3 separate regions of the Sus scrofa genome follow, and all the other regions are linked to region 3. A link is a contact called in public Hi-C and HiChIP or PLAC-seq data. All regions are on one chromosome and are shown on one strand. The core of a region is the stretch at or near the end of the contact, and the rest is flanking DNA. Distances in the headings are between cores, read along the strand shown.

The links. Hi-C and Micro-C count contacts between places; a contact is called where the count stands out from the background. HiChIP or PLAC-seq counts read pairs in DNA pulled down with a chosen protein or histone mark.
Region 1: a contact with region 3 is called in an H3K27ac HiChIP or PLAC-seq map of alveolar macrophages. The contact joins the promoter of LRIG2 here to the enhancer-like site in region 3. A contact is called at or near these places in 3 of 5 promoter capture datasets (fetal skeletal muscle and liver), 14 of 47 Hi-C or Micro-C datasets (alveolar macrophages, brain, embryonic fibroblasts and 7 more) and 2 of 2 datasets of contacts at active chromatin or transcription factors (alveolar macrophages and skeletal muscle).
Region 2: a Hi-C map of retroperitoneal adipose tissue shows a contact between it and region 3, with 2.4 times the contacts expected there. The contact joins two enhancer-like sites. A contact is called at or near these places in 1 of 5 promoter capture datasets (liver), 32 of 47 Hi-C or Micro-C datasets (adipose tissue, alveolar macrophages, blood and 16 more) and 2 of 2 datasets of contacts at active chromatin or transcription factors (alveolar macrophages and skeletal muscle).

Annotation. Positions count from the first base shown.
Region 1 is chr4:107,509,755-107,513,118 of Sscrofa11.1, reverse strand. LRIG2 (leucine-rich repeats and immunoglobulin-like domains protein 2) reads left to right here and starts at 1,811. Exons shown (of 18, transcript XM_021090738.1): 1 at 1,811-1,918. It also overlaps a transcript of SLC16A1 not described here.
Region 2 is chr4:107,551,210-107,554,574 of Sscrofa11.1, reverse strand. No RefSeq gene overlaps it. Among named protein-coding and RNA genes, the nearest start is that of SLC16A1, 18 kb to the right of the region's middle. Within about 2 kb of position 1,699, at least 25 of the 83 cell types and tissues checked have an H3K27ac peak or open chromatin away from gene starts, as enhancers often do. A contact at or near this core is called in adipose tissue, omental adipose tissue, retroperitoneal adipose tissue and 2 more, where this site is marked.
Region 3 is chr4:107,437,435-107,440,673 of Sscrofa11.1, reverse strand. All of the region lies in intron 1 of LRIG2 (leucine-rich repeats and immunoglobulin-like domains protein 2), which reads left to right. Among named protein-coding and RNA genes, the nearest start is that of LRIG2, 72 kb to the left of the region's middle. Within about 2 kb of position 1,428, at least 63 of the 83 cell types and tissues checked have an H3K27ac peak or open chromatin away from gene starts, as enhancers often do. A contact at or near this core is called in adipose tissue, alveolar macrophages, brain and 9 more, where this site is marked.

The DNA of each region.
Region 1 (3,364 bases), core at 562-3,061, 72 kb before region 3:
ATCCTATGGTGGCATGATCTTTTTTCCTTTTTAATCTGTTTAGGTATGTTACAGCCTATTATGTTAAGCCTAAAACTAAACCTTTAAACCCATTCAGCTATAAAAAAAAAAACTCGCATAATGCTCCCCAGACCATTAACTTGCATTTTTATCAAGGGTCACTGCAATCCAAAGAAAGAACAGCATCTATCTAATCCCTGAATTAATTACTGAAGTAACTTCAGCATTTAAATAATACTTATCCAGTACTTGTTTTAAGGGCTAGATATCTTAAATTCTTTACTATTTACATGACAATTTAAAGGTAAATTGTACCTCAGGGCGTAAGACTTAGATTTATGGGAGTATTCAATGCCTAAAAAACTAAACTAAAATACTCTCTGCTTCACCTCACTGGGCTGGTAGCTGATACCAAAATTGTTTATTTACAGCTAATTCCTACTCACACACTTCCAAACTCTCACACAATTCAGAGCTCACCCTATCACGGACTTTCCTCCAGTAACTAATCTCACAACCGTTTTATCAAGGCACTGAAGTGTACACAGTTTATTTCAAAATCAGAATAGTTCTTGGAAAAAAAAAATTCAAACCTAGTTATGAACAAAGTACTTAACATTTCCCTGTTACCAATGGATGCCTAGATTTATATGCAGACACTGGCAACTCGGCTGAAGTAGTAATTTTTTTTTTTTTTTGGTTAAGATTAATTACCAACTAGTTTTGGCAACAGCCTGTCGCACCAAATAAGTCATGACAAAGAAATGAAATGTTAAAATGCACGTGGGGAAAAAAGGGATGTATTTGCAACAAAAAGCGCGCATCAGACCAAGTGTAACGCTATGCTTCAGATTCCTCTGGACAGGGCCGTCTTAAAACCCCAGAGCGAGGGCGCTGCGGCGGACGTTCTGCAGCCACAGGTTGAATGACAAAGAGTTCCCGTCAGCACCACTCCGGGCGTCTGCCAGTGGCACCGTCCCCTCGGCAAAGTCCACTCGAAGCCCTGCAGTCACGCCCAGGCTGCGGGGACTGCAGGTCCCCCAAGCCACTACCGCAGGTCACCAGGTGGGACAAGGATTGGCTGGCAGAGGAGGTTGGGGCGGGCATGCCACGAGTCCAAAATTACTCCAGCCCCGGGTCCCTTCTCTTGGAGAACGCCGCCAGCAATCTGGAGGCACCACGTGAATCAGCCCCACGTCGTCCCATTTCCAGATCAAAAAGCATCTCCTGAAGGACCTACTGAAGACTAGAGGGGAAGCGACTTCCCCAAGGTCACCGGCAGCACCACCCAACTCCTCGGTCAGGTCGGTGACCGGCACCTGACAACGGGGCCACAGCTCTGCCGGGAGAGGCGCCGTCCTCAGCGTCCCAAGGTCTCCTTCACCAAGGCTGCGCTCCGTGGCCACGTGGCTGCTGCGGCCACGGTGCCCCCGCCCGGCCGCCCCCTCCTTTCCGGAGGACCAAGCTCTCCGCTCCCCCCGACCCCGCAGAGGAAGCGAGGACACCGCGGGGTCCACGCCGAGCGCGCGGCGGGCCCGTTACTAACTAACCGTTATGCGCGGCTCGCGGCGCCAGGCGTGAGCGTGACGCGGCGGCGCGGCTGCAGTTCCGCGGGGCCCAGGATTCAGGTCGCGTCCTTCGCCGGCTGCCTTGTTCGCTTGCCCCGGCACCCACGCGCCGCGCCAGTCACGTCGCAGCTCTCCAGCACTTTGTCGGGCCGGGCCCGCGAGGCTTGCCTTATAACCCTCGGGCCGGAGCATGCGCACAGGAGGCGGAGTCGGCCCTCCCGGCCGCCGCCCCCTCCCCCCTACTCTTACACGGGAACCGCGACTCGCGCCTCCACGAGCTCTCAGGCGCGCGCCCGCTAGCTCGCTCGCGCTCGCCGGCGCCCCCTCTTCGCCACGTGACCGGTGGCCGGGTAAGACCCGCGCGCCGCGCCCCCGCTATGCGGCGGGGATGGCGTCGCCGTGCTCCGCGGCGGGATGTGCTCCTCTGCAGTATTCGCTCCCCCGCGGGACTCGCCCCTCGGACTGGCCGTCAGAGGACCTCGGGGTGACCTCCTCGCTTCTGGGACCCCACCGTAGATCTCAGCCTCAGTCTCGGGCGGAGAAAAGGGGAAAACCGCCCAGGACGGATGGGGCGCGCCCCGGGGCCTGACTCAGGTGTGGGGGGCGAGCGGCGCGCGGAGGAGCCGGGAAGTGACTGGAAGTGGAGGAGCGGGCGGGGCTTGAAGGGACGCGGGTGCTCCTCGGACCCGGCAAGAGGCCGGGGACCAGCAGTTAAGAGCGCGGCTTGTGGCTTCGCTGCTTGAGTTCAGGGACCTCGGGGAAGTCACTCAAACACTCAGGGCCTGTTTCCTGCTCTAAAATGGCAACACTAATAGAAGCGACCTCATAAGGGCTTTTGGTGGTTTTCATGAGAAGTTTCTTACTACAGAGCCGGGTCTGTAGCATTTGCTGAATGGTGGGTGTCAAACGCAGAAGTCGGGAGAGAAGAGCAGGTCTGAGGGTGGGGACGCTAGAAACAGGAAGGTCTCTGTGTGCGGAACGTGGGGAAATGAGAATGCAGAGAGGCCAAATTTGTAATGAACGCTGAAGGATTGGGACAAATACAGCTAAGAAGTCTTTAGAGTCGATTATGTATGTGCTTAGCAGTTCACCTGAGTTAACCGCCCAACCCAATGTTGTAGTTGAAGTGATCAAATTAACTGATCGTGGAGTGCCTCTGATGTCCGAGACTTGAGAAATACCCAAAATCTTTGTAAGGCCCCACGCTTATAAATTTCTGGGGAGGTGAAGGGAGGCAGGTAGAAATCTACCAGCAGTTGATGAGCACAGGCCTGCCTCTGCCGCCTCCCTTCCCCTCCTCCCCACTTAATTCTCTCTACTGCTCAGTACGGTTGGCCTTAAGCTTTTTGTTTTGCAAATGAAGAACCTAGATTGTGATGGAGTGGGGGTTGAGGGAAAGGTCTAAAAACTCCTCCTGTGTGCTTTCTTTCTCTCACCCACTCTGCTTCTGTTTCACACAACAAAAGTTTTCAGTGACAGTTCAGGACAATTAGAATAGCCAGATATGCTTATAAGCAATGATTGCTTTTTACCTTTAATAAATACAGAGAAGGAAGGCACTTCAGGTCCTTAGGGTAGCCAGGACTTGGGAAAGCAGTGCTTCAGGGTATCAGGGAAGTAGTAGCATTCAGGGTAAGTGGTAGGAGAGTTGAGTTAGACAAACTAGGACTAGTTCACGTGTGAACCTAACTAATGGAATGTAGTGGGAAGTGGTAGAAGTAGATGATTCCCAGCAAATAGCAAAAGAAGGCTTTGGAGGGGCTTAGTGTGATAGGTTCACAATATGGACCCAGGAT
Region 2 (3,365 bases), core at 450-2,949, 110 kb before region 3:
AAGATTTCATAGTTGATGTCATCTTTAATCCTCACATCAACCCCATAAGGTATGTTCTATTATTAGTGCAATTATACAGATTTAGGAACTGAGGCCTAGAGGTTAAATAACTTGCTTAAGGACCCAAAGTTAGTAGGTGATCTATCTGGACTTGGTACCCAGAGACCTGGGATTTGACACAAAGGTTCATACTCGAACTGCACTGTAGACATAAAGGCAATCAAAAACAAATGGTGGGACTTCCCATCATGGCTCACCAGACTAAGAACCTGACTGGTATCCATGAGGATGTGGGTTTGATCCCTGGCCTTGCTCAGTGGGTTATGGATCCAGTGTTGCCGTGAGCAGTGGTGTGGGTTGTGGATGTGGCTCAGAATTGGTGTTGCTATGGCTGTGGTGTGCCAGCAGCTGCGGCTCCAGTTCGACCCCTAGCTTGGGAGCTTCCATGTGTCGCAGGTTCGGCCCTAAAAAGAAAAAAAGAAAAAAAAAACAAATTGAGGCTGCCATTGTGGGAAGCTATGGAGATTTTTTTCAAAAAACTCAAAATAGAAGTACTACAGACCCAGCAAGTCCACTCCTGGCATATATACGAAAAAAAATAAAAACAGTCACTTGAAAAGATACATGCACCCCAATGCTCACTGCAGCACTATTTATAATTATCAAAACATGGAAGCAACCTGAATGTCCATGGATAGATGAGTAGATAAAGATGTGGTACATACACACAATGGAATACTACTCAGCCATAAAAAGAATAAAATTTTGCCATTTGCAGCAACATGGATGGTTCTATACAAGGAGGGCAGTATACAAGTGAAATAAGTTGTATACAACTTGTATACAAGTGAAATAAGTCAGATAGAGAAAGACAAATACTATGTGTCATCACTTGTATGTGGAATCTAAAAGATACAACAGGGACTTCTGTCTTGGCTCAGCAGTTAGAGTACCCGACTGGCATCCATAAGGACTTGGGTTCGATCCCTGGCCTCACTCAGCTGACCTACATGAACTGTGGTGTAGGTCACAGATGCAGCTCGGATCCTGCATTGCTGTGGCTGTGGTGTAGGCCGGCAGCTGCAGCTCCAGTTTGACCCCTAGCCTGGGAACCTCCATATGTCTTGGGTGCAGCCCTAAAAAGTCAAAAAACAAACAAACAAACAAAAACGAAAAAATACAACAGGAATTCCTGGTAGCCTAGTGGTAACGGATTTGGTGGTGTTACTGTGGCTCAGGTTTGATCCCTGGCCCGGGAAATTTTGTTTGTTGTGGGTGCAGCCAAAAAAATGAAATAATTAAAAATATATAACAAACTGTGAATAAAGCAAAAAAAAAAAAAAAGCAGACTCACAAAGAACAAACTAGTGGCTACCAGTGGGGAGAGGGGAGGGGTGATACAGGGGTGGGAGGAAAAAAAGGGTTATTACAGGATTATATGAAATCATGTGTGTGAAACTTTTGAAAATCATTAAGCACTATAAAATTTTAAAAACATTTCATTAAAAAAAAAAAACACAAAAAAACCCAAATTGGGGAATCAGATAAGGCCACCTGTGAAGAGACCTAAACCAAGTTTCAAATGGTGGATAGGAGTTGGTACAGAGAGGAAAGGAGAGGGGTTCCCAGGTCAGCTGGTAGGAAGGCTGGGAGGCCTAAGGAACTGAGTTCAGCTGGGCTAGAGAGCAGGGTGTGGGCCGAGCACCGCCGGAGATAAGATGAGGTACACAGTAACTAACTCCAAAGGACCTGTGGGTCAGGCTGGGGAGTGTGGACTTCATCTTCAAACTACAGGGCTTAAGGCAGAGGAGTGACATGAGTCAATGCGTTTTATTTTTATCTTCATTGCTTTTACAAAAGCAGCTGAGAAATCTGGCCTTTTTAGAAAAGTCATTTTGGCAAGAGTGTTGAGGCTGGATTGGAAGTAGTGAGAACAGATAGGGAGGCTGTGAGAAACCAAGCCTGTGCTGGGGACGAAGAAAAGGAGGGCAGGGCAGGGCGAAACAGTCCAGCATTTCAGTCTGTGCATTTGGGAAGCGATGAGGCATATGGGGGTGGGGAGGAGCTGAGCGCAGGCAGTTTCAGAGCCCTGCAAAGCTCAGGACACTCTCCACAGCAGGCCTATTCACGCTCGTTCTTAGCATTTGAGACACAAGACAGCACTTGGAATTTTATTTTCTTTTTCAGCTACACCTGCAGCTTGTGAAATTCTCAGGCCAGGGATCCAATCTGAGCCACAGCTGTGACAACCTGCTGCACTGGGCTAGCCCGGGGATCTACCCTGAGCCGCTGCAGAGACAAGGCCAGATACCTAACCCACTGGACCACAGCAAGAAACCCCAGCACTTAGAATTTTAAAAGGGTTGTTACCAAAAAATCTCTAAAGCTCCCTTTCTGAAAAGCATATATCAATTGGGCCTGACATAAAAGCACACAGGCTTTTTTTATTTGGGCCTCAAGGGGAAAAAAATAGGTAAGAAAAAACACAAGAACTCACAAAGCTTCTCGATAATTATGGACGTACAGATTGTCAGCACACCAGGTGATTTTTAATCCCAGCCCAGTTCCCCTCTCAGCTTCTTAATGGCTGCTGTCCACTTCCTCTTGGGACCTGGCCAGAGTAAGCTCAGGAAATGCAACTTTTAATTCTAGAATCAGTAAAGCATATTAGGAAAGGAAATCACACAAGTGAAAAAAAAAAATCACATTACAAATTCCATGCCTCGGGAGCGGCCCAAGAAATAGCAACAACAACAACAACAAAAGACAAAAAAGAAAAAAGAAAAAAAAAGACAAATTCCAAAGCCATGGAAAAGGATTGTGGGTCAGTCCGTGAATTCACTGGGGGCAGGACCATTTTACTCACTTTGGTACAGAACCAAGTGATTGGTTTGGTCCCTATTCGATTCAACTTCTTTCATTCTGGTTTCCAAACTTCCATCCAATACAACTTTCAGCTCTAGCAGCCGAGCTGCCTGCAGTCTGCTTTGCACTCTTCTGACAGCAGGGGTAGAGACAGGAGTGCCCTGCTAGGATGAAGACTCAGCGAAGGGTCAGTATTTTCCTTTGTACCCATGTCCCTAGAATTTTGCATGAGTTGGATGACACATATTTGAAAGGCCTTTGTACACTCTGATGAACTATACAAATATTACCAGCTGTTTTATTGTTCTGGTGACTTAACTGAGTTGAATTAATACTACAGTGCACTCAGTAGTATGCGCTGTACATTCACAATCCTCACAATAATTCCAGAGGCCTAGAGAAGTTAACTTGCTCAGGAGTATATGCCTCAATTGTCTTGTTTGGGCCCCCATGAGATTGGGTTAGACTACTCCACATGTTGTGCCCTCCCCGCACGTCCT
Region 3 (3,239 bases), core at 179-2,678:
GATACATTTACTTTTCCACATCTGTTAGTCTTTCTCTCCAGTTAAACTATTGACTCCTTGAGGACTAGGACTGCTTGTTTGTTTAAATAAGTGACTACTGTTATTTCTTTACTAATTACAGTCTTTGGATAAGTTTTTATTTTTATTAAAAAAAAAAAAAATGTGGCTGTGCCTCCTGCATGCAGAAGTTCCCAGGCCAGGGATTCAACCTGTGCCACAGCTGTAACCAGAGCCACAGCAGTGACAATGCCAGGTCCCTTACCCCCTGTACCACAGAGGGAACTCCTAGGACTGGGTTTATCAAAGTTTTCTGTCTTGTTATCTTCCGGTGGTGCATCAACAGAATCGAGTGCCTCTCCTTAAATTACTCTAAGTGCCTTTGAGTGCTCAGCTCTCTGGAAGGTAACCAGATTATTCCACCAAGCTCTGTGACTGTAGAGGTTCTGGGGTTTGCAGGATGCTGAGGAGGCCTCAGGGCACAAGCTGTGGAACACAGCCAGAGTTGAGTCTCCATCCCTTGCCTACTATGAGGGAAGGGGCCTGCTGGGATTCTCCTGCTGGTTGGGATGGAGAACTGGCCTATTCTCTGAACTCCAGCCCCCTCCAAACAAAGCTCTGCTTGATACAGTCTCTGCTCCTTTTCCAAGGGGAGGGAACAGCAGTAGGCTGAACTGTGAGATCTTCTGGCCTGGATTTGGAAGGATCTGGACTGACTGTTCTGGGGGAGTTCACCTTATCGGGATTTTATTCAAGCCAGGCCCTGACCCAGATCGGTACAGTGTATGCACTGCATTTGGTGTATCACAGTGCCACTCACAATATAGCCTACCACTGGCAGCATTAAGATATCTTGGGAGTGTTAAAAGTAAATTCTTGGGCCCCTCCTTAGACCTACTAAATCAGAATTCCTGGGTGAGGCCCAGGAAGCTCTGTTTTAACAAGCTCTCCAGATGATCTCTATGTATGATGAAATTTGGAAAGTACGGTTATACTTACTGGATACACACACATTCCTTCTCTCTCTCTCTCTCTCTCTCTCTCTCTCACACACACACACACACACACACACAGCGCTGTCTACAGCTCCTGCAGCTGTTAATGCCACTTGGTCATTTCCCTGCGGTTTCCCTCGTCAGGGCCCTGGATTTGTTTTTCTTCACTGTGGACCTTGTTCATTTCCTGCTGCTTCCCAGAGGTTGGGAGAGGAAAGAGAGCGCGCAAGAAGGCAGAGGGGAGGGGGAAGGGGTTGGCCAGGGCAGTGGAGCTTTCAAGAATGAAAAGGAAAATGCTTAGTGACAATGTTCCTTTGTGAAGAGGTTGCTTTATGTTGATGGAGCTGCAAGTCATTAGCGCTGCGGGCGCGCGCGCGTGGCGGGAGTGGACCCGATCATTCTCCGGGGCCAGGACGCCCTCTACTGCCGACTGAGAAATACCACGCTGGGGCTCCGGACCTGCCAAGGAGAAGAGGAAGAGTCCTTGGGGCCGGGGTGGGAGAGAGGACGTGACTAAGGCCAAGAGGTCGGAGAGTCACCACTTCAGGCAGTAGAAAGAATCTTGTTACAGTCTTCTTTGCAGGAAGGAAGAAGTAGCCAATTCAGTGGGTGTTTCCAGAACCCATCCAACAAACAGTGGGGTTCTGCCAAGATCTCCTCCGGCTCCCATGATTCCAGGCTCCGAGCTTGATTTGGCTCTGCTGTCGCTCTTTCCCCATTACCTCACCTTGAAAAGGAAAGAAGAGGTGTTTAAAATAGGCAGAGGGATTCAAAAGAAAAAAGAAGAAAGGAAAAGAGATTTTTGGTGTGTAGGCATCTAGGGGCTGTCAGTCAAGGCTCAGACTTTCTATAAAGGATCTCATCTGCCCAGTCTCTTTCTTCCTTTTGTCTCCATGAAAGCATTGTGTCTCTCTGTCTTTCTTGTCTTGCCAGGGAACACTTACCCGGCAGATGTGGAATCAGCCCTCTTTATTGCTCTGCTTTATGGCTCTTGGGAATTACGATTCACGTGGGTCACTGGTGAAGAGAGCAAAGATTTGTTCCTAGAATAAAGGCTCAGGCACAGCAGTTGTTTCTGCCAACCACGGGGCTGTGACCCATTTCCTCTTGGTTCTTGTTTTTGCCACTTCCCAGATCTGACTGGAGCTGGAGCTGAGTGTCCGTGGGCCATCACCCCTGCATCCCCATCCCTTGGGACTTTGGCCGAGTACAGGACTCCTGCTAGGGAGATACCTAAGGGTCAGGCCTAGAAAGTTACTTAAACTGCCCTACAGGGGCCACAGTGGAATTAGAGTGGAACGGAGAAAGGAAGGAGAAGTGGGGGAGGGGGGAGAAATTGGGGAGGTAAAAGGTGGGAAGGAGATGAGAGCAGCAGCCACAGCTTTGAGAATGTTCTGGTGTCGAACATTCTGGCCTCTCTGTAGCACATCCTCGTGTACAGAGTAAGTCTTTCTCTGTGATGCCACTTTCTTCAACCAAAACAAGCATATCTTAGTTAAACATGTAGTTGTTTGCTGCTTTTTTGGTCTACATGGGATCAAATATCTGGATCTTTAGATAACCACGTTTGGATTATTTTGTGGGTATGAGCCGAGATGTAGGTAAATGCTGGTTATCTATTTGTATTGAAATCAAAGCACCTTATACACTGCCTTGTGGTTGTGGTCCTTGAAGGACAATTCATCTCTCTTAAGTGATCTGTTGGTTGTCTTTGTTGGGGGCAGGGTTGCCTCTCTGGAGCGATTTCGTGTTTGGAGTTGGACCAGACCTCCAGGTACAAAGGGCATCATCATAGACACTTTGGCTGGTTAGGGTGATCTGGGCTTGGCAAATACTGGCAGGTAGGGGGGTTAGGAGAGGAATAGAGGGTGTGACTGTAACAATGTATGGTGGTGAAAGTTAACTAGACTTGTGATCATTTGGCAATACATACAAATAGTGAATCATTATATTATATCCCTAAGATGAGTATAATGTTATACATATGTCAATTACGTCTCAATTGAAAAAATGGAGGGTGTGGGTACATAATTTGCAAGGCTTAGTGTACAATGAAAATAAAGAGCTTCTTGTTCAAGAATTTATTAAGAATCTCAAGATGGCAACAGCAGAACATTAAATGTGGGAGCCTTGCAAGCGTGGGGGCCTCTATGATTGCACAGGTGGAAGGCCCGTGGAGCCAGCTCTGGCAGAGGGTCCCCTTGGAAAGGTGTGGATGAACAAATTCAGAGAGCTGTGATACGTTCC